Regions from separate parts of the Mus musculus genome. Here regions 1, 2, 4, 5, 6 and 7 are each linked to region 3. A link is a contact called in public Hi-C, HiCAR-type, capture Hi-C and promoter capture Hi-C data. All regions are on one chromosome and are shown on one strand. The core of a region is the stretch at or near the end of the contact, and the rest is flanking DNA. Distances in the headings are between cores, read along the strand shown. Region 1 holds the start of Tapbp (TAP binding protein). Region 2 holds the start of Angptl4 (angiopoietin-like 4). Region 3 holds the start of Zfp952 (zinc finger protein 952). Region 4 holds the start of Hnrnpm (heterogeneous nuclear ribonucleoprotein M). Region 5 holds the start of Cd320 (CD320 antigen). Region 6 holds the start of Marchf2 (membrane associated ring-CH-type finger 2). Region 7 holds the start of Kank3 (KN motif and ankyrin repeat domains 3).

The links. Promoter capture Hi-C pulls out the DNA fragments that hold promoters and counts their contacts. Hi-C and Micro-C count contacts between places; a contact is called where the count stands out from the background. HiCAR-type assays count read pairs that join an accessible place to other places. Capture Hi-C pulls out chosen DNA fragments and counts their contacts.
Region 1: a Hi-C map of B cells shows a contact between it and region 3, with 9 read pairs. The contact joins the promoter of Tapbp here to the promoter of Zfp952 in region 3. A contact is called at or near these places in 3 of 39 promoter capture datasets (cranial neural crest, embryonic stem cells and pre-B cells), 2 of 484 Hi-C or Micro-C datasets (B cells and embryonic stem cells) and 2 of 115 datasets of contacts at active chromatin or transcription factors (embryonic stem cells and stem cell-derived neural progenitor cells).
Region 2: a promoter capture Hi-C map of embryonic stem cells shows a contact between it and region 3, with 3 times the contacts expected there. The contact joins the promoter of Angptl4 here to the promoter of Zfp952 in region 3. A contact is called at or near these places in 6 of 39 promoter capture datasets (cranial neural crest, embryonic stem cells, hippocampal neurons and 3 more) and 4 of 115 datasets of contacts at active chromatin or transcription factors (the 230-238 cell line, astrocytes, large pre-B cells and 1 more).
Region 4: a promoter capture Hi-C map of the SN4741 cell line shows a contact between it and region 3, with 4 times the contacts expected there. The contact joins the promoter of Hnrnpm here to the promoter of Zfp952 in region 3. A contact is called at or near these places in 10 of 39 promoter capture datasets (the 3T3-L1 cell line, 3T3-L1-derived adipocytes, the C10 cell line and 5 more), 1 of 484 Hi-C or Micro-C datasets (B cells) and 4 of 115 datasets of contacts at active chromatin or transcription factors (T-cell acute lymphoblastic leukemia, embryonic forebrain, large pre-B cells and 1 more).
Region 5: a contact with region 3 is called in a HiCAR-type map of astrocytes, with 3 times the contacts expected there. The contact joins the promoter of Cd320 here to the promoter of Zfp952 in region 3. A contact is called at or near these places in 5 of 39 promoter capture datasets (the C10 cell line, cranial neural crest, hippocampal neurons and 1 more) and 2 of 115 datasets of contacts at active chromatin or transcription factors (astrocytes and pro-B cells).
Region 6: a promoter capture Hi-C map of second pharyngeal arch cranial neural crest shows a contact between it and region 3. The contact joins the promoter of Marchf2 here to the promoter of Zfp952 in region 3. A contact is called at or near these places in 12 of 39 promoter capture datasets (the 3T3-L1 cell line, the HPC-7 cell line, cranial neural crest and 8 more) and 1 of 115 datasets of contacts at active chromatin or transcription factors (large pre-B cells).
Region 7: a contact with region 3 is called in a capture Hi-C map of embryonic stem cells, with 3 times the contacts expected there. The contact joins the promoter of Kank3 here to the promoter of Zfp952 in region 3. A contact is called at or near these places in 5 of 39 promoter capture datasets (embryonic stem cells, hippocampal neurons, pre-B cells and 2 more), 1 of 15 datasets of contacts at CTCF or cohesin (pro-B cells), 6 of 115 datasets of contacts at active chromatin or transcription factors (the 230-238 cell line, embryonic limb bud, embryonic stem cells and 2 more) and 1 of 9 other capture datasets (embryonic stem cells).

Annotation. Positions count from the first base shown.
Region 1 is chr17:33,917,017-33,920,972 of GRCm38.p6, reverse strand. It overlaps Tapbp (TAP binding protein), which reads right to left and starts at 1,495. Exons shown (of 8, transcript NM_009318.2): 1 at 1,249-1,495; 2 at 923-1,102; 3 at 464-724. The coding sequence starts at 1,285. Zbtb22 (zinc finger and BTB domain containing 22) reads right to left here. Exons shown (of 2, transcript NM_020625.3): 2 at 1,648-3,956. The coding sequence ends at 2,174. It overlaps Gm19412 (predicted gene, 19412), which reads left to right and starts at 477. Exons shown (of 2, transcript NR_168019.1): 1 at 477-903; 2 at 1,347-1,684.
Region 2 is chr17:33,779,665-33,783,353 of GRCm38.p6, reverse strand. It overlaps Angptl4 (angiopoietin-like 4), which reads left to right and starts at 1,779. Exons shown (of 7, transcript NM_020581.2): 1 at 1,779-2,291; 2 at 2,461-2,571; 3 at 2,707-2,824. The coding sequence starts at 1,962.
Region 3 is chr17:32,990,715-32,994,651 of GRCm38.p6, reverse strand. It overlaps Zfp952 (zinc finger protein 952), which reads right to left and starts at 1,513. Exons shown (of 4, transcript NM_001045559.1): 1 at 1,394-1,513. The coding sequence starts at 1,414.
Region 4 is chr17:33,683,981-33,688,112 of GRCm38.p6, reverse strand. It overlaps Hnrnpm (heterogeneous nuclear ribonucleoprotein M), which reads left to right and starts at 2,655. Exons shown (of 16, transcript NM_029804.3): 1 at 2,655-2,846. The coding sequence starts at 2,734. It also overlaps a transcript of Marchf2 not described here.
Region 5 is chr17:33,841,832-33,845,653 of GRCm38.p6, reverse strand. Cd320 (CD320 antigen) reads right to left here and starts at 2,563. Exons shown (of 5, transcript NM_019421.3): 1 at 2,363-2,563. The coding sequence starts at 2,483.
Region 6 is chr17:33,716,603-33,720,756 of GRCm38.p6, reverse strand. It overlaps Marchf2 (membrane associated ring-CH-type finger 2), which reads left to right and starts at 2,080. Exons shown (of 5, transcript NM_001252480.1): 1 at 2,080-2,211.
Region 7 is chr17:33,808,738-33,812,484 of GRCm38.p6, reverse strand. Kank3 (KN motif and ankyrin repeat domains 3) reads right to left here and starts at 1,962. Exons shown (of 11, transcript NM_030697.3): 1 at 1,920-1,962.

The sequences.
Region 1 (3,956 bases), core at 246-2,745, 930 kb before region 3:
GCACAAGCCACCGTTCTGCCCACTAGAGGCCACTGTTGAGGCACTAAAGACCGTGGCCGAGAGCCTTGGCAAGAGGTTCCTTGCTGGGCTGACTGTCCCTAGTCTCTAGTGCGCTTTGAAGAGACTCAAAGTGTGATTTTTGAAACCTAGGATGGGTGCAGAAAAAATTTGGGTTTCGGGACGCCTAACCTTATGAGTTTCTCAAACTCTGGGATCTGGAAACCGACACCATGACCGCCTCTGCAAAGTCCCGCCCCCAAACCACAGTAGGTTTCAATTTTACTCTCAGCCTACAATGAAGGGTGAAGATAAAATCTAACCAACTCCCTTCCCTTAACAAAAGAATATATACTGATCCCCAGTTGAAGAAATGACCCATTCAAACCTCTTGGCGAGTCGCCGAACTGGCCCATCTAGATCCTTAAAAACTACCCATCCATCTCGCGCGCCTCTCGGCGGCTACCTGTTGCCATGGTGATGACGACAGGCTCCCGCAGAGGCTCCGGCTGTGGTCGCAGCAGGCTGGAGAGGCTGAAGAGAGTGCTGGATACGCTGACCAGCAGCCAATCCCCGTCCAGGGCCCGCGGGCAGTTCTGCTCCGGACTCAGACTTCTAGCCCACTTCGCCGAGGCAGGGAACGGGATGAAGCGGCTCATCTCGCAGTGTGGGGCGGAGGCGCCTGCGGGGTACCGCCTGAAGGCGGCCAGGAGCATTCCCGCCGGGTCTGCAGAACCGAAAAGGGTGTAACGGTAGCCCGGACTGGAAATGTGCTGACTACACACAGGCCGGAAGGCACAAACTAGCAAAGTAGTGAACGACTTAGAGAGCATCCAAACGTATTTACAAAAGGGAAAACTGAGGCCCAGCGTCCCTGCGTGAGCTAAGAGGAGGCGACAGATGCAGGTAAGTCCCGAAGACTCACCATCCACCTTGAAGTATAGCTTTGGGTCAAGATCTGGCCGGGGCGGCGGTCCCCTGGGTCCATGGCGCAGTAGCAGTGTGGCAGGTTTCTTAGACAGGCCACCCCCACCTGCATCCTCCACGAACCAGCACTCGATCGCCTCTGGTCCAGCCGAGACGACGGAGACGACGGTCGCTAGGCCTGGGGAGAGGGGCTCCGGTGACCAGAGGGCCATAGGATGTCCGGCGACCGGCGACCGGCCCGCCCCTTCAGACCCGCCATGGGACCTCCTCCCTCTCCTTCCCAGTGTGTCTATTCCTAAACAAGAAGAAATGGGGTCTGCTCACCCAGTGCCACAGCGACGAGCAGGAGCAGAGGCTTCATGGTGCTACGATCTCTCCTACCAAGTCTTTTCTTCCCCTTTCACTTTCATTTTCCTTCTAAGGCTGGGGTGAGGAACTGGAAATTCCCCGATCTGGTCAGGTGAGGGCGTGACTGCGCGTTGGAGGAACGCCGCCCACAGGGGCCAAACAGAGTTGCCGAAACCCTGTCTGTAGCTCTCCAGCCACTCCTCGCCCTGCACCCACCCCCTTGGCTCACCGGACTGCGCCAACTTTGAGCCCTTTATCAGCCTAGACTCCGCCCTCCTGCTGTGCCCTCTCCGCGCCACCTCCCTTAAAACCACACTCCCGCGTTCCCAGACCTGTGCCAGGTCCCAGCAAACAGAGGGGTGTTGGGAAGCCAAGTGAAGTGACCAATAAATATTTTAATCACCGTTAAAAATTAAGACCTATACTACGCGGCTCCCACCTTGTGTCCACCCACTTTCATGACAACCCAATTTGGGATCCCCATGGCAAGGGTGGGGTAGTACAGAAATAAGGGGCGTATCCTTCAAGAGGAGAAAGGACAATCGTTAAGACTCAAAGGCCTTGTCCCACAACACAAACACAGACTTCAGGCACAAACTAGCACAACCTGACTGTTGGCTCTGTGACTCTAGGATGCTCAAAAGGTCCCTTTTCCATTCCCCCACCTTGTTGGCACTACTCCGTGAAGGTGGGGCTCTGGTGTGCTCAGGGGAAAAGCAAAAACACAGCTTAGTTCCAGAGATCTCGAGGAAGGGGCTGAGGAATGGAACGGGCTGGCGACGGTGCAACCCACGCCCTTCTCTAGAATATATACAAGTCCACCGAGGTAAGGGAAGACTGTTTGGTGGGGGAAACCCCGGGAGCCATTGCTCTTAGACTAAGCTCCCCAATTGCCTGCTCTTCAGTGTGCTGCACCTCCACCCCCACTGAAATCCATCTCCACTTTGTGCACGCTGGGTGGGGACCAGACACGCCTATGGGACGGGGGCGTGGCCGAATTTGCCTCATCGCCACTGCCCCCACCCACTGTGGAAGACTCCCTCTTGGGTTGCAATGCTGGCCCAGAAGGTGTCCCGGGTCCAGGTCCAGGACCCGGTCCAGATCCGACCCCACCCACACCCATCCGGTGCCGACGCTCACAGTGTCCCCGGTGACGCATGAAACTGTCCCGCCACATGAACTTCTTGGCGCAGACACTGCATTCGTACGGCTTGAGGCCCGTGTGTGTCTTCATGTGCTCGGTCAGGTGGTGTTTCATCTTGAACTTTTTGTTGCACACGGGGCAGTCAAAGGGTCGCAGGTTGAGATGCATATTCACGTGCCGGTCCCGCATGCTCTTATGTGAGAAAGCCTTCCCACAGTGGCACAGAAAGATCTTATTCCCGTCGCTGTTGCCTGTCCCTCCAGGAGCCCCACCAGAGCCACTTGGTATGCCCAGCCCCACCGCAGAGGTGCCCCCGAGGGTCACTGCCCCGTGCTCAGCTGTGTTCCCTGGTGGCTGGCCTGGAGCCTGTGAAGAGGAGGATGGGAAAACCAAGATCTGGTTGCCCGGCACATCCAATGGAAGGAGGGGTCGTGGAGGGTGGGTGAGGGCATAGGAGGAAGGGGTGGGTCCTCCGGGGTCATCAAGCCCTGCCCCAGCGCCCCCACCCTCATAGGGGCCAAAGTCATTGGAGGATTCACAGAAGTTGACCTGCTCTTCCCCCTTGTCTGCAGGCTCGGTCAAGGTCCGAACATCACTGATACTGAGGGTAGCCTCGGGCTCTCCCCCTGCAGGAACCCCAGAGCCGCCTCCCATTTCTTCATCCTCATCATCCTCACAAGTCAACACCAGATCTTCCTCCTCTTCCTCATCTTCTAGATCGGGGTCTTGGTGGACCAGGGAGGCTGGTGCAGGGCAATTTCTAGCTTGCTTCACATACACCCAGTGTTTCTGTGGCACTGCACTGGCAGGCATGCAGTTAGACCTCCGGAGCCCAGCCCCGGGGGCCACGGCCCCTCTCCCATCCCCACCGTCATCGCATAGCTCATCGGCCTCCAGCAGCAACTTCCCGGAGGTGGTACCCGCACTGCCAACCACAGGGGCTGGGAACACCGGGCCACCATCCCGACGGTTCCCACTACCTGCTGCTGAGGCCACAAATGCATCCTGGGAGGTAGAGGAGAAATCAGTCGACTCCCGGGGGCTGAAGTAGTTGCTACTGCTGGGAGACTGATTCTCACTGGCCCTGCTGGAGGTATGGGAACGGACAGAGCCTACGGTGGCAGGGGCGACAGTGCCCCCATTCCCTGATGGGACACTGGCACAAGGGACAGAGACAGAGGGGGCTGCAGCAGTAGTGACAGTGGTTGTAGTGGCTGCGGATCGACCCTCCCGAAGGAGTTCAGTGCACTTATCCACAATGTGCCACATCTGGAGGACCGACCCCACTGTGAGGAAGTTGACAATGTCCGCAGCAGCCATGCTGAGGCGGCCCGTGTAAGCTGAGGCCAGGACAGTCTCAAAAGCGCCTGGGTCCATGACGCTTGGCAGGGAAATGGAAGTCATGCCTTTCAGTAGGACCTGGTCGTGGAAGTAAGGAGAGGAGGCAGCCAAGACGGCCCTGTGAGCGCGGAACTCCCGTCCCTGCACGCGGATGGACACATCACAGAGCTGACCCTGGAGCCGCTGCTGGTTGAGGGAT
Region 2 (3,689 bases), core at 530-3,029, 790 kb before region 3:
AAGCTGTCTGCCCCACCCCAGTCCTCTTTTGTCTCTGCCTTGTCCCTCTCCCCTGCTCAAAGGTAGGATTTATACACAAACTAAAAAACTCAGTACAGGATCTAGGCTGTATGGAATGAGTGAATGAATGGATGGGTGTGGAAGGGAAATCTTTGCTGATGTTCTCTAGATTGTTTGCTTTTTAAATTTTTTTTAAAAAAGATGTATTTATTTTATTTATATGAGTACATTGTAGCTGTCTTCAGACACACCGGAAGAGGGTATCAGATCCTATTACAGATGGTTGTAAGCCACCATGTGGTTGCTGGGAATTAACTCAGGACCTTTGGAAGAGCAGTCAGTACTCTTAACTGCTGAACCATCTCTCCAGCCTGCTTTTTAAATGTTTAAATGACTGTTTTAAATTGTGTGCATGTGTGTGAGTGCCTGAGGAGGTCAAAGTCACCATAGCTCCTGGAGCTGGAATTATAGGTGACTGTGAGCTGTTGGACTTAGATCCCCTGCAAAAGATGTAAATGCTCTTAACTGGTAAGATAGATTTCCAGTTCCTCCTGGCTTTTTTAGTTGTTGTTGTTGTTGTTTTGTGACAAGGTCTTCTTCCTGGATGGCCTGGAACTTCACTATGTAGACCAGGCTGACCTCAAACTCACAGAGCTTCCTCCAATTGCTTCTTGCTCTGCAGTGCTGGGAGTTAAAGTATGCATAACTATGAATTGTTTTTGTTTTGTTTTGAAACAAGGTCTTGCTGTTTCAGCGTTGACTGGTCTGTAACTTACTATGTAGAGCAGGCTAGCTTGTAGCTTGTACTATTCCCCTGTGTCCTGCGTGATGGGTTTACAGGTGCGTGCCACCAGTTTTGTTGTTGCTGTTGTTGTTTGGAGACCTGGCTCAGAGTAGCCCAGGCTCTCTTAAACTCACTTGTGTAGCTCAAGATGAATTCCACACTCTTCTGCTCCATGCCCCAAGAGCTGGGATGACAGGTCTGTCCTCAGACACTGATCCTCCTTTAACGCAGGTAAATTCCTGGACACCAAGACCCCTGGTGGTGGAGGACAGGCAACAGGAGGAAGCCTAGGGTTGCAATCTCTACAATGTAGACAGAAATCCCAGCTATTGACTATTTGGCCAGGAAGAGGTGACTAATTGAACAAGGGTGTTAGTGATCCTCACAAACACATCTGCAATGACGAATGCTTGAGCTGGAAAGAGCGTGGGAGCCAGAAAGGTGGTGGAAGTGAGAGTGGGGGCAGGGGTTCCGCCTGGTCTGTGGATTAAAGATCTCAGGAAGCCTCTAAGAGGCAGAGAGCAAGGTTCTGTAATCCCCCACTTGCCATCTGAACTCAGCCTACCAGGGAGAGAACTTTCTGCCACGTAACTCTGCCCTACTTTGCTTTTGACTTGAGAAGGGGTCAGTCAAGAAGGCATCCACGTAGCGGGAAGGGGAAAAAAAAAAAAGAAGGCATCTACGTCCTGATTTGTACGCCCTTTCCTCCATTGAACCGGGCTGGGATGCGGGCTAGGGCTGGGAATTTCCGGCCTTAGGATGAACCATGCAGTGCACAGACAGTCACGTCGCTTATTAGGTCGCAAGGAAGGCGAAGCAGCCATCCCCAAGAACTCTTCATACACACACACACACACACACACACACACACACACACACACGCCACACACACACACTCGTAACTACAAAGCCTGTGGCATTGCACCCTAAAACTTGGCCACTCGCTCCGCCCCCGGGCCCCGCCTCCAATGCTCTCCCTCCCACTCCCACACCCGCTTTATAAAGTGGGGCTTTAGGTGCAACCGTGAAACGCTTATGAGCTACGGGCTCCAGATCTTCTTCTGCACCAGAGCAAGTCTAAGTCTGAGCCGGCTCCCCCAGAACTCCAGCTGCTGGGTCTTGAACTCCTGCGTTCCGGAGTCCTAGCGTTGCTGCACCCAAGGCCACCCCCAGAATCATGCGCTGCGCTCCGACAGCAGGCGCTGCCCTGGTGCTATGCGCGGCTACTGCGGGGCTTTTGAGCGCGCAAGGGCGCCCTGCACAGCCAGAGCCACCGCGCTTTGCATCCTGGGACGAGATGAACTTGCTGGCTCACGGGCTGCTACAGCTCGGCCATGGGCTGCGCGAACACGTGGAGCGCACCCGTGGGCAGCTGGGCGCGCTGGAGCGCCGCATGGCTGCCTGTGGTAACGCTTGTCAGGGGCCCAAGGGAAAAGATGCACCCTTCAAAGACTCCGAGGATAGAGTCCCTGAAGGCCAGACTCCTGAGACTCTGCAGAGTTTGCAGGTAGGCGCATCTACTAGGACTCTGACTCTACTTAGACTAACGAGTCTAGTACTCCAGGACCTGGGTGGAGAAGGGCCTCAGAGCAGACTGTGAAAGGGTAGAAGGGAGGGTGAATAAGAGGAGGTTGCCGACATAAAGCCAGGTCTTCACTAGCCTTGCATATCTTCAGACTCAGCTCAAGGCTCAAAACAGCAAGATCCAGCAATTGTTCCAGAAGGTGGCCCAGCAGCAGAGATACCTATCAAAGCAGAATCTGAGAATACAGAATCTTCAGAGCCAGGTAATTACCCCAGCAATTGGCCCAAATGGGAAAGAGGAAACAAAGTGGGGGTGAAATGTAGTGATGAAATGTGGCTAAGCAGTTGTTATGGCATGAGTCAAAAGATCTAACCACCCGTTTCCTGCCCGGTCTTAGATAGACCTCTTGGCCCCCACGCACCTAGACAATGGAGTAGACAAGACTTCGAGGGGAAAGAGGCTTCCCAAGATGACCCAGCTCATTGGCTTGACTCCCAACGCCACCCACTTACACAGTGAGTATCTCTGGTCTTTGCTGTCATCTGGCAACTCCCCAACCACCCCACTTGCCATTCCAATCCTTAGCCTTCTTGTCAGGTCCACCTTAATAGGAAAGAAAGAGATTCTGGCCTTGGGTTCCTGTGGGCTCACTAGGCTCTCATCAAGGGTATTTTTATATATTGCACCCTCTTCACTTATGATCCTGCTTGGCCAGACCACCCCACCATTCTTTCCCAGCAAGAATCTTCCCAAAATCTTATTAGCCGTTAACCAGAACAAGTAGAGGAAGGCAGATCATAAGGAGCTAAAGTTTCAGGGGTTCTGGGAGATGGTGGTGTAGCTCAGGGACATCATGCAAAGGAATCCAGGGCTGTGTGTGGATGTGTGTGCGTTCCCGAGGTTTGGAACCCTCCAACATCTCTTGATGTAACTATAAAAGGGAAAACCAGAGTAAGCACACCCCCACCCCGGCTCCTAGACTAGACACATCCTCTTACATCTTACAGATACAGATCCTTTGTCCTGTATGCTTCCATCCAGTCACATACACATATATACATAACAGTTTCGATCACAATTTCTAGGTCTTAGATTGTGGATGTCCATGCCCAATACTTTGTTTCAAATTGAAGTGTGTGTGGAGCTACGCAGTGCGGGATGGGCGGGTGGGGGATGGGGGGCACAGAGTCAGAGGCTCCCAGTTCCAACCCTGAGTTCATGCCTATTCGTTCACCCTTCTTGACATCTGTGGCTCTCCACAGCCAACTAGGTGAAAGTTTGGATATCCCCTTCACACCCTAAGGCTGCTTGCTGGCTTTCAGCCCAATCCTCCTTAGACTTAATTCCTCCCCTGGCTTTTACTTAGGCAAGTACCTAGGC
Region 3 (3,937 bases), core at 264-2,763:
GCCACGTGCAAGAAGTTTCAGAGCTTTAGTCCATTGTTAGAGTGGGCAGCATGGTGGCACGCAGGCAGACACAGTGCTGGAGAGGTAGCTGAGAACTCTACATGCAGATACACAGGCAGCAGGAAAAGTCAAAAACAGTTTCAACCATTTCAAGGAAAAAAATAAATGGTGCCTTTGTGTCAGGCTGATCATCCCCGACTTTCTTGATGGTCAGAGATTACTATCTACATAGAACAAGTAGTTGAAGGCAAAAACACCAAAGATTTAATATTTCTTCCAAGAACTGTATTCCAATTAAAGACTAATTGACGAACTCTCCTAATTCTTTCTGTTCGGAGAAACCCACCAAGGAAAACCAAATTACAGCTACATGAATCCCTTCCCTCAGGCTTTCCCCCCATTTTTCCATATTTCCACTTTTAACTATTTTGACCAGCATTATTATTCAAAAGAGAGCTCAAAAGCGAGGTTGAAATAGATTTCCAATGGAGAAAAATGCCCTCTACACAACAAGGAGCCTTTGCCTAACATAAATAAAGCCTCGGGTTCAACTGGCCCTACTGTAAGGAGACAGTTGTCTGAATCCACGCATCTCAAGGACAGCTTCACTATCCTGCTGACAGAAACAAACTGAGTCCGTGTTCCCAGGCCCAGGAACCAGCTCCTTTGCCCCTCATCATTTTGAGTTACTCACCAAATGTCCAGGATGAGGCCTGACCACCAAGATTCTGAGAAAAAAGCCTTGAAACCAGGTGGCCCAGGGGAGGCTTCATCACCAATGATTCCTTTACCCCTTTCCTGTGACAAGCCGCAGGAGTCATCAAAATCACATTGGCGACTCCCTTGCCCAACCCCTTATGTCAAAATACGGCTGGACAACGCTACAGCCCACTCACTCCACTCCCCTTTGCTCTGAGGTCTCATCCGAAATATGCTGTGCAATTTTCCTTCCGGGACGGGGTCTATGCTATTGTCCCTGACCGGTCAGGTTTTTCTGCTTAATTAAAATAAAGATCTTGCTTTGCTGGACTCTTGTGCCTGCTTGTGTTTTGTTTTGGGGGGACCCCCAACAGCTGAAAAAAATAAAGAAAACGAAAGAAAAACACACCGTGATCACGGAGGAAAACTACAGCAGGGCAAACGAAAGTGCAAGGGCAGAAAGACCCGCAACAGCGCTCACACACCCTCTGTCGTTCAAAACGCAGTTTGCGTTCAGCATCACCAATCTACCAGCGCTGCAAATTCTGCAGAGGTGTAAGTTCGAGGCATGGACCCACACTGAAAGGACTGGCATGAAACCCGTTTCGTAGTGAAGGGACAGAACTGGACCCTGGTCTCCTGGCAGTGTCACAGATCTGCCATCCTCGAAGCCAGGAGCCCGTGACACACTCACCATTCTCTGCTTTTGATGCATACTGTGTCCTCTCCAAGGAGCCTGAAATTAGAAGAAGTGACAGTAACCGAAGAAGAGTTGACACGACTCTTCCCGCAGCTGCACCGGCTTCAAGATGGTAGCAAGTGAGGAACCCTTCGATTATCTGCGCTTCTTATTGGACAGGGGAATAACAGCGCCGTTGATTGGTGAATAACTCCCCCTGCCTCCTACGAGCTTAATTAAAAAGAAATCAGCCTTTCTGAGTACCGCTGCAGCTAAAATCACAGTTGTCACTCATGACCCTTTTAGCTTGCTCTTCACTAGAACAAACCTGGCGCAACCTGAAGTTTTGTGGCATTTAAGGAAACATTCAGCAGGATTCTTAGTGCATGCGTTTTCCAACTACACACCCTATCCCCTAAAGAACTAATGCTACAGCTTTACAGTGGAGCCTCTAGTGTCAGTACCCCAAGGAGAAAACCCAAGACTTTTCCTTAGGAAGAGTCCCTATGTCAATCTGGGGGCATAGGGAAAAAAAGAGGACCTGACATGCAAGCTCAAGATTTGGGGAGGTTAAGCTAAAGCTTTCGCAAACCTTGTGTTTCAATATACCCGTTTTCTGCCAAGAAAATTAAAACATATCAACAATGAATTCAACTATAAATTGTCTGGAGAAAAATGGAATTGCACACCCGAAGTTTTCTACAAAGGATTCAACAGGTCTGAAAAGCAGCCTTTGGACGTCAGCCAAAAAGGTTTCTTTGCCCAAGGAAATCCTCTATATTCAGGAATGTAAAATGGTCTCAGCCTCCCAGATCAACACTGATTTTGGACCAAGAGCTTCACAGTGGATCTGTTAGGTTCGGGGAGAAGCCAAGAAAATTGATTTCAAAGACAGCAGCTTAAAATGAAAGTTTTATTCTCTGAGTACACAGAGAGGTAGCCAGCTCGGGATCTCTACTGCATACCTGAAGGGAAATAGTATAGCATATTAAAGGATGAAACCACAAGTTCAGGGGGAAGCCGGGTGGGCTGTAGCATTGTCCACTCATATTTTTTTTTAAAGATTTATTTATTACATGTAAGTACATTGTAGCTGTCTTCAGACATTCCAGAAGAGGGCGCCAGATCTCCTTACGGATGGTTGTGAGCCACCATGCGGTTGCTGGGAATTGAACTCAGGATCTTCAGAAGAGCAGTCAGTGCTCTTAACCGCTGAGCCATCTCTCCAGCCCGTCCACTCATATTTTGACACAATGGGTTGAACAAAGGAGTTTCCATTGTGGCTCTGCCCCTGACTGGGAGCAGTCAGTCAGGAAGGTGATGCACATTGGCGACTGGGCCTTATCTGGGGCCACCCAGTTTCAATGTCCTTGAAATCCTGGACATTTGGCCTGTAACTCAAAATGATAAGGGTGCAAAGGGGTGGGCAAGCTGCATGTAATCAGTTAGGTCATGACAGGCAATCAGTGTATAGATTTATGGCGTGTGTACCTTAGTTTCCTTAACAGGCAACTTCTTTTTTTTTTTTTTTTTTTATATATTCTTTACTGGTTATCAGACAAGCAAGAAGCATGTGAAACAACAGAATCAGAGTTGGTTCCTGGGCCTGGGAACATGAACTCAGTTTGACCCAACCAGTAAGATGGAGAAGTTGTCCTTAAGACTACTGGACTCAGACAACTGTCTCCTTACAGGTCATAATGAGCCAGAGACACCGAACATTCACTCTGGAAGCTCTCCATGTCTTCCACTACTTTCTCTACCAGGAGACTGACCTTCCAATGCCTTAATAGTCACAAGGGGGAAAGTGTCATCCACACTCAAGTTATGGGTTTTGCCTTTGGTTTAGATTTTTCAAGACAGGGTTTTTATATGCAGCCTTGCCTGTCATGGAACTCACTTTGTAGACCAGGCTGGCTCGAACTCAGAGATCTGCCTGCCTCTGCCTCCCAAGTGCTGGGATTAAAGGCATGTGCTACCACTGCGTAGGTTAGGCCTGATTTTAGTGGAAATGCTTTGAGTTTCTAAAAGTTTAGGATGATGTTGACTGTGTGCTTGCTGTAAATTGCTTTGATCATATTGAGGTATGTCCCTTAAATCTCTCGTCTCTCCAGAAATTTTATCATTGAGTTTTGAATTGTATCAAACTCCTTTTGTGCACCTAATAAGGTAATCATGTGGGCTTTGTCTTTCGGTCTGTTTGTGTTGGAATGCCTTTGTGGGTTTACATATCTGTAAACCATCTCTGAGATGAAGCCAACTCAATCATGGTGAACAATCTATTTGATGAATTTTTAAATTAAGCTTACAAAACCTTATTGAAAAAATGCATCTGTATTCATAAGGGATATTGATCTGCAATTTTTAATCGGATCTTTGTGCAGTGTTGTTATCAGGGAAACAGTAGCTTCACAAAAAATATTAGGAAATGTTCCTTCAGTTTCTATTTTGTAGAGTAATTTGGGGAGTACCACTGTTAGCTTTTCTTTGAAAGAATAGTAGAATTTCTCACTGCATCCATCCAGCCCTGAGCCTTTCTTGGTTGTGAGATGTTTAATT
Region 4 (4,132 bases), core at 1,406-3,905, 690 kb before region 3:
TAGGTCAAGTGCATTAAAGTCCACACCCACAAGCCTACATCTACTCCAACAAGGCCACACCTACAACAGTGCCACTCCACGGGCCAACCATATACAAACCATCATAGGTACAAAATATTTTTATCATGTGGGAAGTCCTGGTTCCATTCCAAAAGGAAAAAGGTAAGAACAATTTTCACATATTTTTTATTTCCAATTTGCCAGATCCCATAAATTCATTATAACTAATGATAATACTCTCTATACCAATCTGGGATTACCATGGATGAGACCCAAATCTGAGCTTGTTTCATATCTCTCCTCTTCTCTGGGGAAGAAGTTATTACCTTGATTTCTAAAGGTGGGAAGACAGAGGCTCAACATATGAAGACCTTTATCTGAAGTTCTACATCTTTAGGAGCTGGGGATGCCCCAGTGTTAAGCTTTGTGCCCTACCCTCTGGCAGACTCAGGAGAGATGTAGAATATGGCTGTGGTAATAACAGCTTCAGTTGCTCCTCATTCTCTTTTGTTTAGTTGGCCCTGGAATAATATAAATAGACTATTCTCAAATTTGTGGTACTCCTCTAGTGCCTGCCTCTGGAGCACTGAGATTACAGGTATGTGCCACCATGCCGGGCCAGCTCACTTTTGAGTTCTTGTTGCATGCTGAATTATGTAACAGCCCAGGGCTCTTGGCATTTTCCTGCATTGTATGCGCAGGACAGCCCTAAAAGGTGGTTTCTGGAGAGCATTTTGCTTACTTACTGGGTTTTTTTTTGTTTTTGTTTTTGAGACAGGGTTTCTCTGTGTAGCCCTGGCTGTCCTGGAACTTACTCTGTAAATTAGGCTGGCCTCAAAGTCACAGAGATCCACCTACTCTGACCCCCAAGTGCTGGAATTAAAGGTGTGTACTACTACTGTCTGGCAGGAGTCTTTCATTAACCCTACTTCCAGATGAGCAAATTGAGCCTCAGAAAAGCAGTCTCATCATCCCAGTGGGTCCAGTACAGTCTGGTCTTCCCTGTTGTTTTCTGCACCCATCTCTTGCCTAGTACACAGGCTCATGCATGGTAGTATCTTGCTGCCCTGACTGGAAACTCAAGGGGAAGTCAATTTTTCAGAAAGTAAAGACTCAGAGGCTGGAATCTGGCCCATAGGAAGAGCAGGTTGGGAGACTTCGTGACTGGAACAATATGATTGAGGAACAGAGCTGATGTGATCAGGCCTTGGGTGACTGGTGAACTGATATCCATAAAAAAAAAATTTATGTAAAAACACACAAGCATCTTCACTCTTCTGGCCTACCAAGCTTGGTACCTATTTCTCATCATAACTTTGGAATGTAGGGTCCCAGGAAATGGTGTCAGGGTGGTGCCGTAAGGAGAGATAGAATAGGAGGGAGGGAGGGGAAAGAAGGGGAAAAGAGGAGTCGGAAAAGGGTGGGAGGGAGGTTTCTGTTATACATCTCTTCTAATGCTTTGAATTACATGGAGAGTTTTAGTTTGATATTAACCTGTCAAGAATTCTGCATGCAGGGTTGGCTCTGTCTTAGTGGGTAAAGATGTTTGCTGCCAAGTTTGACAACCTAAATTTGATTACTGGAAAGAGAAAATCAATTCCCACATGCCAGCCATGGCATGCTCAAAGCCTGTATTCAATCATTCCCCCTCCATCCCCCCCCCAATAAAAATAATTCCTGCCAACATAATTTTTATATTTTTTCTCCATTTAAGGAAAGCTGATCTCTCCTTGACATGCCACGGACATTGTCAAAGCAGTTGTGGTTACTTGCACAAGATAGAACCTCATCATGTTGGGGTGGGGGAGCCTTGGGAGGCTTCACCCTTCCCTGAAGATCTATTGGTAGTAGATGCTGGAGGAAAGAGGTGTCATTTTCCTCAGTGTTGTAGCCACCTATTTAGTTGCCCCAATAAATCAACCCCTAATCTATGCTCTTGCAAGCAAACCCAACTCAGTAGGTCATAAAACAAAGACAAGGAGGTACATGGAGGAACTTGTTGGAAAGAAGGTACAGTGGAAATGCGGGAAATAAAAGGGCAATGGTAGGTGAATATGATAAAAGAACAGTATAGGGTCAGGGATTGAAGTTGATAGACTGCTAGCATGTTCAAATCACTGGGTTCAATTCCTAGCACTGATTAGCCTGGTTCCTCTGGCCTATCATTCTAGCACTCAAGAGGTGTAGGCGGCAGCTCAGACATTCAAGGCCAGTATTGGCTAGAAACTGTCTCAACAACAACAGCAAAACCCCAAGCAAGCGCAAAATACATGATATACATATATGAAGTTGCTGAAAAAAGAAAAAGAAAGAAAAGGCCAGGCGTGGTGGTGCTTGCCTTTATTTCCTGCACTTGGTAGGTAGGGAGAGGCTGGAGGGCTACATAGTGAGACCCTGCCTCAAAAAAGAAAGCTAATGAGTAAAACAAAACGGAAAAATATAAAGTAAGCTGGACCGACTAGGTCCGTATGTGCGCTCGTATTGTAAGTTCGAATGAGCGACACATATCTCTCCCCCTGTCCCACAACCCAACTGTATCTGCGGACATCGGGAAGTGAGGCCTGCCACTGGAGGAGGCGTGGCCTGACGTCCAGGGGGCGTGACCCGAGGCGAGCAGGAAGCGGGAGCCGGTCGCCGCACAAGGAGGCGTTACTGGTCGTTCGGGGTCACGTGAGCGCGCAGGCGCAGCTCGACAGAGCCCGCTCCCTCACACAAAGCCCAGACGCGGAGAAAATGGCGGCAGGGGTCGAAGCGGCAGCCGAAGTGGCGGCGACAGAACCCAAAATGGAGGAAGAGAGCGGCGCGCCCTGCGTGCCGAGCGGCAACGGAGCTCCGGGCCCGAAGGGGTGAGTAGTCTAACAGCAATTGATCCTTCTCTAACTCCAGCCAGGTTACTTCGCAGCTCCGTTAGGTCTGTGGGCCGCTTTCTCTTCTCCCACGGCGGCGCGGCGTCTGCGCAGGCCTTTTCCCTGCCGAGAGTTGGGGGCGGCCAAGGCTGTGACGACGACGAAGCCAGGAGAGCCTAATGGATCGCCCCCTGCCGACAGCGCTTGCCTCCGCTGCCTCAGCCTCCTGGCTGTCTGAGCGCGTCGTCGAGGCCTCAGGCCTGTGGCCTGGTATTTTATTCTCAGAGCAGTGATGGCGCGCGGGCTGCGGGAGATCAGGGCCCGCAGCACCTCTCACTGGGGTCTCGAGGGTTGAACCATTAAGACTGTGTAGTTTCAACCCTTCAGCATACAATCCATAGTAGTGGAAGTATTCTGTCTCAGTTTCTCAGATCTGAGAAGTTAGGGGCGGGAGGCTTGCGCGTGCGAGGTGTCACGTGTACGGTCGGCGGCGCGACCCGGAAGGTGTCGACATGACTCTTGTTGCGGGGTTCCGAGACACCGGTGTTACCCTCATTCTGCAAGAAGTGCTTCTTCCATTAGAATGGCCCCGGACCCGGGCTCCTGGGCTGGAGTTCTTTCCCCTCTTTATAGTCCTACTTCCTAAAGTGCAGTTGGTACCAATGGGAGAAATGGTCTTTGCTTGCTCAGTGTTCATCCTTAGCAACAGACCTAAAGTGTTCGGGTAGAGGCACCACTTCGGGGTTTCAGAAATTAAAATAGACAGACGTCATCATCCCTTTTTTGGAATCCTGCTTGGAGATCTGTCTAGGGACCTTGATTCGTTATTATAAGTGTCCTAGCATGGCCTGAGGAGTCCCAGCCTTTTGGGAGGAGTGGGAAGCTGCAGGATCCAGAGTGCAAAGTGTGGCCAGACTATATAGAGTGAGTTCAGTCTAGGTTGCCATTTAGTCATTGGGAAATTGAGCTAGACCCTAACTCTCAAAAAGAGGGATGAAAACATAGCAATAACCTGGCACTCCAAAGTCCCTAGATTCGATTCCTAATATCAGACCACAGGGTGGTCTTTCTGAGCCCTAAAAAGTTTTCTTCAAGGAGGAAACCATAAGATTCTGCTCCTGTGAAACTCTCCTCATACTGATATACTAATATATCAGCTTGAGGAGGTCTGGAGAAACATTTTGGTTCTAAAATCAGCAGCCCATGTCTCTGAATTTTTGTTTTCCATCAAATGTATAAGGTGGGAAGTTTTAGGACTCTGGGAGTTGAGAGTACTTAAAACACTT
Region 5 (3,822 bases), core at 1,314-3,813, 850 kb before region 3:
CCGTTCCCCAACATGCTCTGCAAGAGACTCATGATCAAGGTCAGGGGGACCTAGTCTAACCCACCTGCTTAGCAAAGGGGAAACTGAGAGCCTGGGTAGTAAATCTGCTCAAAAGCCAGGCATGGTATTATATGTATGCAGGAGGTTGGAGGCAGAAGGACTCTGTGTTCCAGGCCAGTTAGGGTTATATAGGAAGACCTTGACTTAAAGCATGGTGATCATGTGTACTCGCCAAGACCTATTCCCTCATCTCCCAAGTTCTTCCCAGGTGAAAACACTCAGCTTGACCTAAATATGTCACCTCTGAACTAGACCCCTAGTACCGAATCTCCACCAGGCCAGAATATCACACTCTTATCTACTCTGATCACCCACTATCCCACGGGACCCAGGTCCTCTCACATCCAAGGCTAAATCCTTCCCTTCTCCATCAAACCCCTCTATCCTGGCCTCCTCCTCGTAGTTTATCTAAGAGACTTGACTCGCTTTCATCACAGGGCCTTTGCACGTGCCTTCCACAACCCAAGGGCCCTTCTTCCACTCTGTATTCAGAGGAAGAGGAGTCTAGACCGTTTTGCACATCAAGCAAACATTCTACCATTGAGCTATATACCCCAGCCACAGCCCACCTTGTCCTTCCACTCTATAGGTGTGATTCTTCTTCAGCTTTCAGATCTTAGTTTATATCTTGGGCAGTGTCTCATGTTCCCCAGGAAGCTCTGCCTCCCACAAACAACAGTCCCTAACTAGTAACATCCATATTCCTATTGACTGAACACTCTCAGTGAAAGTCAGGGACGTGGCCTCATGGCCATGTCTAGTGCCTGACAGTGTGTGAACAAGTCATGTGAGGGTCCACATTGACCCAGATAAAACCTAAGCCTTTCCAGGGAAGCCGGGGCTGTTTGCTGATCAAGAGGGGCAGGCAGTGAAGAGACCTGGTACTTGGGCCAGCAGGAAGGAATGAACAAAGACAGGAGGGAGCCTTTAGAGCTTCCTACCTCACACACAGAGCCAGAGCCTCCAAGACCCCTCCCTCCCTCTCCTTGTAGTCAAACGCAATTATACCTGCATACCACACAGTTCAGAAGCTCCAGAGAGCTGAAGAACTGAATACAAGCCCTGGCCACCACCCCTTCCTGCCCAGCATAGCCTCCTCTCCATGCCTAACAACTCACAGTCCTGCCAACTCAGACCTTCTCTTCCTGACTCTGTATTTTCTTGGAATGGGCCCAGAGCAGAGCAGACCCTATACCTCTTGGGGGCAATTAATCAGACAGGAGTCAGGATGACCCATGATTCCTCCTCCCAGTCTATGTCCTCATCTGTAAAAGAGGAATACTAAGGCCAGACTTAATGTTGCTCAATAGTAAGTCCAGCTCCTGGGATGCTGGAACAAGAAGACTGCTTGGAGCTACAAAACAGCCGAAAGTGGGAGGAGGGGTAGTTTATGGGTACAGATCCATAAACAGCCAAATACAATGGTCCATACCTAATAATCCCTGTGCTGGGGAGCCTAAGGCACAAGTTGAAAACAGCAGTCCAGCCTGTGTTATATAGTAAGTCCCTGTCTCAAAAAAAGGGGAACTAGTGCCTGCCTTTAATCCCAGTACTTGGGAGGTGGATCTCTAGGAGTTCAAGCCCAGCCTAGTCTATATAGCAAGTTGCAGACAGCCAGAGCTATAAAGTGAGACCCTGTTTGGAAAAAAAAAAAAAAAATCAAAACATAATAAAAACCTAAAAACAGAAACAAAAACAAACAAACCAAAAAAACCTTGAAACAGTTAAGACCTATTCTCATACAGAGTGGATGGTCAGTAGTGGCCAGTGGTCACAATCGGGCCTCCTCGTCCTGCCCGGGACAGGTTCCTGGCCAAGATTGGGGTTCACAGGGGAAATACACTCCAGGGCTCTTCCTTCCATTCTCTGAGGCAGGAATACAAGGAAAAACTGAAGCTCTGGGTGCTGAAAGAACAGCCACAGAACTGCAGCCTCAGGGCTGAAGGTTTCGGGAAGGCATACCTGCTGCAAGAAGGTACCGGGTGACCAGCCCTGCGTGGTGAGAGGTCAAAATCAGAAACAAAAGCCTTCCAGCCCACATTGAGCTGAAGGACGGCTTGGAGGTGACTTAGGGACAGCGCAGGAATAAGGGAGGAAGCTGAGCAGAACACAGGAGAAGGCACCCATGTGGCGGTCCCCTCTGCACGCACAGAGGGCCGATTCTCTCCACTCTACCCACGCTAAAGCCAAACACGCGTGCTGGGGGAGTGTCAACGACCGATGGGCGGCGCAGCCAATAGTGAGGCGATGCCAGCGCGTGGAGGCGGGATCAAAAGCGGTGTAGAAACGGGGGTTCACTCACCGGAGACTTGGACCCGGGTATGGGCCGGAGCCGGAGCGGCCTCTAGGCCTGTTCTGAGACCAAAGAGGAGCCGCAGCACCAGGCCCAGGGCCACTGCCCGCCCAGCTCCGCCCCGCGCCATCCAACAGCTAGCCGAACTGCTCCGCTCCAGCCGCAGCCGCTCAGTCAGAAGGACGCGCTGATTCTCGCGCACGCGCACACAAAGGCAGGGGGGAGTGGCGCAAGCAAGCCTGCGACCGTAAGTACCCGAATACAAGGGTACTTTGATTTTAGGGCTCCTCCTGGCTTCTTCCTAGCAGTAAAACCTAATGTGTTTGGTGACCTAGGCCTGTAACTCCCAGATATTCTACAGGCTGAGGAAGAACAAAGCCAACCTAGGCTATTAAAGGAGACCCTACCTCAGAATAAAAAACAGGAATTCGGGGAGTAGTTCAGTAGTAGAGCACTTGCCTAGTAGTATTCAGGAGGCTCTAGGTTTAATCCCCAGTTCCATGAAAATAACCACATTAACTTGAAATAATAAACTTCTGCTGAACAGTGGTGGTGTACGCCTTAAATCCCAGCACTTGGGAGGCAAAGACAGGCAGATTTCTGAGTTCCAGGCCAGCCTGGTCTACCGAGTAAGTTCCAGGACACCGGGGGCTACAAAGAGAAACCCTGTCTCAAAAAACCAAAAATAAAAATAAACCTTCTAGGGATATAAATGAACTTAGCAATTTTGACCTAAACTTCACATGTAGCCTACTGCAAATATCACTGCCCAATGGTCCCAATGAATATGGCAGCCACACCCTGTGAACACTCCCCAGCAGGTCCCTCCTTTGTGCCACCTAAGGATTTTACTTATTTTAGCTTTATTGTCTTGATTGCCCCCTAGAATGCCAGCTGCAGGCGAACCAGGATGTTGGTTTCCTTTGATGAATGGCGAAAATAGTGAGGGAATGATGGAATGATCAAATGAGTGAACAGTTACTGGCTTCGAACCTGGACTGACCATCTCCTTGGTTCCCATCCCAACCTCATTAACTTCTAGTTCTCACACACTTGAGAAACATTTATTCTAACATGGGCCTGGTAGATTGATACTACAATTGTATTAATTGTAATTGATACAGATTGGCAGCCTTGGGTTTTCTCATCCCACTTCCACAGTTGAATGCATTGAGTCAGCTTATCCAATGTGGCTAGTGATGTTGTGGTTTCTGCTGGTCTGAGGTAACCCAAGCTGGCCTGAAACTAGTGATCCTCTCTCTTGCTTTGGCCTCCGAAGTATTGGGGATATAGTCATGTACCAGCTTAGTGTTTTATTCTTCACATTACGTTTTCCATAGCTCTACCTTAAGATTCCACGACACTGGCCGGGCGTGGAGGCGCATGCCTTTAATCCCAGCACTCGGGAGGCAGAGGCAGGTGGATTTCTGAGTTCAAGGCCAGCCTGGTCTACAAAGTGAGTTCCAGGA
Region 6 (4,154 bases), core at 831-3,330, 730 kb before region 3:
CAGATAATGGAGAGCTACAAGATGGCAAGATGTGTACCACTGCAGACTAAGTACATTTCGGAGAGGTAGAGGCAAGGGGAATACTGTAAGAGTGAAATGAGAAGGAGATATCCTTGGAGATGGTGAACAATAACAAGAGTGATATCAGTCTGAGAAAGTGCAAAAATTGTTCAGCAAATGTCCTTGAATAAACATTTTTGTCAAGTCTCAGTGTCTTCAATAGTAATTTTTGTTATGATAGTTACGAGGCATGGGTGAGCGAAATACTCCTGATTTATAATTTCTGAGTTTTATGCTTTTTTTTTTTCTTTTTCTGCTGACAGGAGGTCTCACTATGGCTGTGTCAAGTAGGCTGGCCTACCTCACAGAATCTACAATTCATAGAGATTTGCCTGTTTCTGTCTCTGACGGCTGGTCTTCAAGGCCTGTGCCAGCACATCTAACTTTTTAAACTTCTTTTTACTGTTGCTGTTGGAACTGAACAAAAGTGATTCTACATTGTTTCTTATATGTTCATATTCTGTGGGCAAATTAAAAAAAATGTTACTAAAGCCGGGCGTGGTGACTCATGCCAGGCATGCCCACACTTAGAACTTGGAAGCGGGATTTCCAGGTCATCCTTGTCTGTATATCCACTTCAAAGCCACACTGGGCTTTAGGAAACCCTCTATCAAAAACCCAACCCAAACCAAACCAAATCAGCATCACCATAACCACCACCACCACCATGAAGCTTAAGGTGTGGCTCAGTGGTGGAGCACCTACCTAATGTATCAGGCTGCTGGCTCCATCACAGGCATTGTAAGAATAATAATTCATACTAATAACGTGGGGCTGTGGTGGCATATGCCTATAATCTTACGCTTGTGAGGGTGAGGCAGGACCTGGGCTACACAGTAAGACCTGTCTCTAACAAATAAGCAAACACAATGATTAAAAACCGCTAATGTTTGTCTCACAATATTTATATTAGTTAATGTGTCCCCAGGGTCTTGCACATGCCTGGACCATAATAATGCTTCCTACAGAATTTTGATCTTTTTGGTTTTCCTTCATATGGTTGGCCTTGCTTTCTGTGTAGTTGAGGGTGACCTTGAACTTCCTGGGTGCTGGGATTATAGGCATGTATGACCAAGCCCAGGGCTTTGTGTATGCTAGGCAAGTACTGCTAAGTGTTCTCTCACTGAAACCAGTGCTAGATTGGCAGACAGCAAACCCCAGCCATCTTCCTGTTTACACCATCTACAGCACTGAGGTTACAGGAGTTCGAGGCCCTATTCAGCTCTTTTATGTGGATGCTGGGGATTTTAACTCAGATCCTCATGTTTGCCATGCAAGAGCTCTTGCCCGCTGATCTATCTCAACAGCTCTTTCTACCATCTGTTGCTCCATTTTTTGAATGTATGTCTTGCTTGAATAATTGATGAGTAAATGATGATGGCTTTAGTTTCCTCCACAGAACTCTAACCCCTTTGGGCGGATTTCCTTCTGCAAAATGTGATCATAGCCACCCTAGGATTGGTAAGTGTGATAAAAATGTAGCTCAGTTCACACTGTTTGTGCCTAGCACGGAAGAAAAACTTCATTCCATTCTAGCTCCCGATAGAACTGGGAAGGTGGAGGCCAGAGGATCAGAGAGGTTATCCTTGGCTACAGAGTGAGTACGAGGTTAGCCTGATCTACATTAAAACTGTCTTTAAAAAACACAACAAACAAACAAACAAACAAACAAACAAACAAACAAACGGGGGCCGGGGGGAGCGGAGAAGAAGGCGGAAAGAAGTTATTTGGCAAGTGTGAAGTTGTTTACTTAAGCTCGCCTTTGTTCTGCTCCAGGCTCTGGCAGCAAGTCTACAGCCAGAGATTGGGATGGGGGAGGAGCTGGGATGAGGCGGGGTCCATTTTGGGGGTGGAGCCAGAACGCAGCAGGGGCGGAGTCAGAAGCTGCGGCGCCGCGGGGCCTGGACCGCCCAGGACGTCCCGTATTTTGAAGGCCCCACCTTCTTGGGCGGGGCGTGTATGCTGATTGGCAGATGATACTCAGAGGCAGTCTTCATTGGTTCGCCGTGCTGTCTGCTCGGCGGGCGGTGCCCGGACGCAGGTGCTCGCCGGAGCCGGAGCAAGCCGCTGCTGACGGGCCGGGCCGGGCCGGGACCCGGGCCAGGGAGAACCGAGGGGCCTGCGCGGTCGCCCGGCCCGGCCGCGGAACAGGTAGGCACGGAACAGCGAATGGGCCTGACCCGAGTATGTAGGCAGGTTTCCCAGGTTCCGGGTTCGAGCCTCCGGCTGAGTACTCGAGCGGGACAGATAGGGCGCTACCCTTGGCCTTACTTAGCCCTGCTCAGGACGCAGGCACCTCAATTATCATTTCAAGGTTGGTGAGAGGTCTCCGAGCCTCGCCACGCAGGAGAAACCTCTGTGAGCCTCGGTTTCCCCATCTAGGAAAAGTGGGTCATCTCGGAGCCAACATGATTTAGGAAATGGCTGATGAGAAAAGCGCCTGGCATACAGTAGGAGGTCAATAAGTGACTAATGTCACTCTGAAACCCTCTTCATAACGGTTCTGTTTGGGTGATTATTAACATTATAAAGAGTTGGGGCGCTTCACAAAAAGCTACTCAGTGCACTGTACTGAAAATGTTGTTTTTCAAACAGTAGTCAGGGACTGCCAAGATAGCTCAGCTGGTCAAGGTGCTTGTTGTCTGAGTTCAGTCTTGAGGTCTCATATGGTGAAAGAAAAACTGACAACAGAAAGTTGTCATTTGGACTCCATAGACACACCCTTGCATGAATATACACCACATACATATGCAAAAATACAAGCAAAATAAATATAATTGAAAACACTTTTTTTGTTTTGTTTTGTTTTTCGAGACAGGGTTTCTCTGTATAGCCCTGGCTGTCCTGGAACTCACTTTGTAGACCAGGCTAGCCTCGAACTCAGAAATCCGCCTGCCTCTGCCTCCCGAGTGCCAGGATTAAAGGTGTGCGCCACCATGCCTGGGGAAAACACTTTTAAAAAAACTCTGTAGTCAGAATTAATGTGGTTAGTGGGAAACATACTAGGTAGAAGTATTAAAAGTAATTCCTTTCATCTAAATGAGTAAATTGAAGTTCAGGGAAGTTAAAGCTGTTGCCCAAGGCCATACAGCAAATAGGAAGTAGAGCTTCTGGGATTAGAACTTAGTTTCTGGACTGGGGGTCTAGCTCAGTACTTGCCTAGCATGCACTAGGCCCTTGTTTTATCTCAGTACTGCCAAGAAAAACAACACACACACACACACACACACACACACACCCTAAAGTAAGAAAGAGATGGATGAGGCCCAGAAAAGCAAATTAACTTGAATCAAGACATACAGTATCAGTGACAGAGGCAGAATAAAGTGCCTAGGGCATGGAGCATGGTGGTACAGGCCTGTTAGGTCAGGTGCTCTGGAGGCTGAGGCAGGAAGACTTCAAGGTTCCGCTGGGTTATTTAGTGTAACTTTGGTATTGTTTAGTTCTTTTATTTTTGAGGTCTTACTCTGTAGCCTTGGCTGTCCTGGAACTCCTTACGGAGAACAGGCTGACTTAGAGATTGGATTGCCTCTGCCTTCCAGGTGCTGGGACTAAGCTTGTGTGCCACCATACCATTTTTTTTTTAAATGTATGTGTGCCTCTGTGAATTTATGTGTATTATGTAAGAGCCCTCAGAGGTCAGAAGAAAGTGCTGGATTCCCCAGAACTGGAGTCACAGGCAGTTGTGAGCTACCACATGGGTACTGGGAACCAAACCTGGGTCTCTGCAAGGGCAGTAAATAGTCTTAACTGCTGGCCCATTTCTCTAGCCCACAATTGTGTTTTTAACATTTATCCATTTGTTTGGTTTTGTGTATGTGTGAGTTTGTGAGCCCTCACCCATGGTAGCATATGTAGCGCTCAGAAGACAGCTTTGGGAGTTAGTTCCTCCTACTGGTTGGGTTCTGAGGATTAAACTCAAGTCATCAGAGTTGGTGGTGGCATGTACCTTTTCCCACGGAACCATCTTACCAGACTTTAAACACAAAGAAAGAAAGAGTAAAAGAGAGAAAGAAGGAAATCTCTGGAAGCTGTTCTTGGTGGCACATGTCTATAGTCAGCCCAGGCTCTCAGGAGAATGAGGCAAATGAGGC
Region 7 (3,747 bases), core at 713-3,212, 820 kb before region 3:
AGAGAGCTACTGCCACAGCCTCAGTTTCCCTCTTTTACATATGGATCAGCTTCGTTTTGTTCTGTTTTGTGTTTGAGAAAAATTCTCCCTATGTTATCTAGACCAGGCTGGCCTTGAACTCAAAGAACTTGTTCTGCCTCTCCCTGCTGAGTGCTGCCCTGTTTGCTTTTTGTTTTATTTTATGTATTTAAGACAGGGTCTCACTATGGAGAGCTAGCTGGCCTGAAATTTGCTAATCAGGATGGCCTCTAAAAAGAGATTCCCCTGTCTCTGCTTCTGGAATGCTAGGATTTCAGGTATGTACCACTACGCCCAAATGAATGCTTTTTTTTTTTTTTTTTTTTTTTTGCCCTCAGCCCCACTGACAGAAGCTAGGTGAGTTTTAAGCTACACCACTAACCCCTTTTTAATTTTTTTTTTTTACATTTTATTTATTTTATGTAGGAGGTGGAAGGGTGGGTGGGTGCAAGGATGCCATGGGGTGAGAGTGGAGGGCAGAGGGCAGCTCTATAGAGTCAGTTCTCTCCTTACACGAGTAAATCCCAGGGATGCAACAAGGATGTCATTCCCTGATCAAGTACCTTTACTGGCCAATCCATCTCACTGACCCCTTTACTCAATTGTTTAAACAGGCGTTGAACTCACTCTGCAGCTCTCAGGCAGGCCTTCAACTTTCTTTTCTTTTTTTTTTTTTTTTCTTCGAGACAGCGTTTCTCTTTATAGCCCTGGCTGTCCTGGAACTCACTTTGTAGACCAGGCTGCCCTCGAACTCAGAAATCTGCCTGCCTCTGCCTGTGCTGGGATTAAAGGCATGCGCCACCACGCCCGGCGCCTTCAACTTTTAATCATCCTACCTGGACCTCTCAGGTAACTAGGATAATAGGCGCTTTTGGAAAGATTCCCTTTTGCTCCCCTAGAAACTGCAGGGAACCCAGGCCACATATCACCCTCCCAGCTCACAGCTGTCAGTTCCAGCCTTGGGAGTAAGGAGTGTGGTGGGGCAAGCCAACATTAGACTGCTACACAAGCCAATGCCTCCCGGAGTAGGGCGTGTAGCTGCCCTCATATCTCCCACACTGCCTGGCTATCAAAGTTAAATCCGGATCCCCTGCCTGAGACCCCCTCATTAGGCTGTCAGAGCTGAAGCCACACGCCCCCACACCCAGCCCTGGGACTATTTCGGGACACAGAGCTGCGATCAGTCTAGAGAGCTGTGATCAGGAGAGCTGTCATCAGGAAACCTGAAGGACAGGACACAGAGCATGCATACCCGAGGTCCTGAAGAAGTTATGTCTTACTGATAAGGCTCTAGGTGGGAGCCCTTCATGTTGGGATAGGATTCTCAAACGCAGGATGGGGGAAAGAGCTAGATGATGGCAGGACAAGGGGTCCTTGAATCATCACACACACACACACACACACACACCTCCCCAAACATACAGAACCAAGTCCGCTTAGAAAAGACAGGGCAGTTTCCTACAGGAAAAACCGCTGGGCGGTTCCATCCGCTGCTATTGTCAGTAGGTCCGGGGAGTGGGGGACATCCGTTCCTCCCTCCAACACCGTTTCCGTACCATCCGCCCACTCCACCCCACTGCAAGAAACCCATTCCCAGGTCTTCAAGCCAACTCTGGGGAAGGGTCCCCTAAGGCATCTAGGAGACTAAAATGCGCACAAGTTCCTCTGGTTAGGTCCTGGATGGCCATGTGGTGGCGATCTGCCTAATAATCTAGGGTCCCCCCTCTCCGGTCGGCTTTAAACCACCTGAGGCTCCCAATGTCCAAATGGTCACCATTACAGGACACGGCGCCCACCCCGTTGCAACGCACAGAACCCATAGAAGGGGGCTAAAAGCATCACACCCCTCCCGGACACTTGGGTCCACTGTTCCCCTCCAGGACTCGCGTGGTTGACTTTACCTGAATGAGAAGCCCCGGCAGCGCCCGCACCGCACCCGAGCCCGCCCCCTCGAAGCTCCGCACGGGTTATCAAGGCTTTCACCCCTAACTGACGGCTTTTTCAGCCAACCAGAGCACGAATCTAACCGAACTATCCAATTGTAAGACAGAGTGAGCCATCTGGGCGGGGGCAGGGTGGGGACCCGCCTGAGGGCGGGCCTACAGTAGAATCTGAGAAGATCAGAGCAGGGCAGTGGGATGCTGCTCAGCCAGCTACCTCTAAATCCTGCCTGGTTCAGGAGTAAGAAAAGAGGTTTCATTCACAGGACAGTAGGGAGCTACAGGAAAAATCTAAGCAAACTATTCTAATGGGATTTATATAACGAGTTTAATTCCTACTGTCTTGTTGAAGTCGTAAGAGCCTGGATCTTGTCCACCGCAGGAACTTTGCATATATTGTGCCACTTTAAGAAATATTATCTGGGGGCTGGTGAGATGGCTCAGTGGGTAAGAGCACCCGACTGCTCTTCCGAAGGTCCGGAGTTCAAATCCCAGCAACCACATGGTGGCTCACAACCATCTGTAACAAGATCTGATGCCCTCTTCTGGAGTGTCTGAAGACAGCTACAGTGTACTTACATATAATAAATAAATAAATCTTTAAAAAAAAAAAAAAAAAAAAAGAAATATTATCTATATGTGATACTTTCCTATATTTCTAAGTGTTCAATCTATGTGCCCCTGAAATCTATGTGCCACAAGAAAACAAAACAAAAAACAAACAGAATCCTTAGCACAGCCTTTCCCTAGTCATTATCATTGCCATAGCAATGGTTTATTAACTAAATAGCAATTTTCATTAGTAGAAAGGCAAGGTTACTATCATCACCCCTACTAGACATTTTAGGATCAGGAAACTTTTTATCCACTGCCTCAGGCATACACTAGTTACTTAATAAATGTCTGCTCTACTGGAGATATCTAACTCAATGGTACAGAACTTGTCTAGCGCACCTATCACAATAGATAGGTAGGAAGACAGACAGACAGAGACAGATAGACAGATGAAAATAATGTAAATATAATAGACACATACAGGTGTACTTATAAACATACTGAGATTATAGATCAAAAAATTGTCACAGAAATAAATTAAAATTACATTTGTGAAGGTCAGTGAGATGACTTAGCATGTAAAGGTTCTTGCTGCCAAACTTGACGATCTGTGTTTCATCCCTAGGACCATGTAATGCAAAGAAAGACCCAACTCCTACAAGTTGTCTTCAGATCTCCATAGTGTGCTATATACATCAACCTATGCACATACATACCATATATCAATAAAACTTTTTAGCTGGGCAGTGGTGGTGCACACCTTTAATCCCAGCACTTGGGAGGCAGAGACAGGCAGATTTCTGAGTTTGAGACCAGCCTGGACCACAGAGTGAGTTCCAGGACAGCCAGTGCTATACAGAGAAACCCTGTCTAGAAGAAAGAAAAAAAAAAAGTTTTAAAAGTACATTTAACAACAACAACAACAGAAAAAGCAGAGGCAGGTGGATTTCTGAGTTCCAGGACAGCCTGAGCTATACAGAGAAACTCTGTCTAGAAGAAAGAAAAAAAAAAAAGTTTTAAAAGTACATTTAACAACAACAACAAAAAAAGCAGAGGCAGGTGGATTTCTGAGTTCGAGGCCAGCCTGGTCTACAGAGTGAGTTCCAGGACAACCAGGGCTACACAGAGAAACCCTGTCTCGAAAAAAAAAAAAAAAAAAAAGTACATTTAAACATTTAACTTTAACCCATTTGGAGTTATGATCTGATCAAAAGCTACTACAATTTGCTTGTTT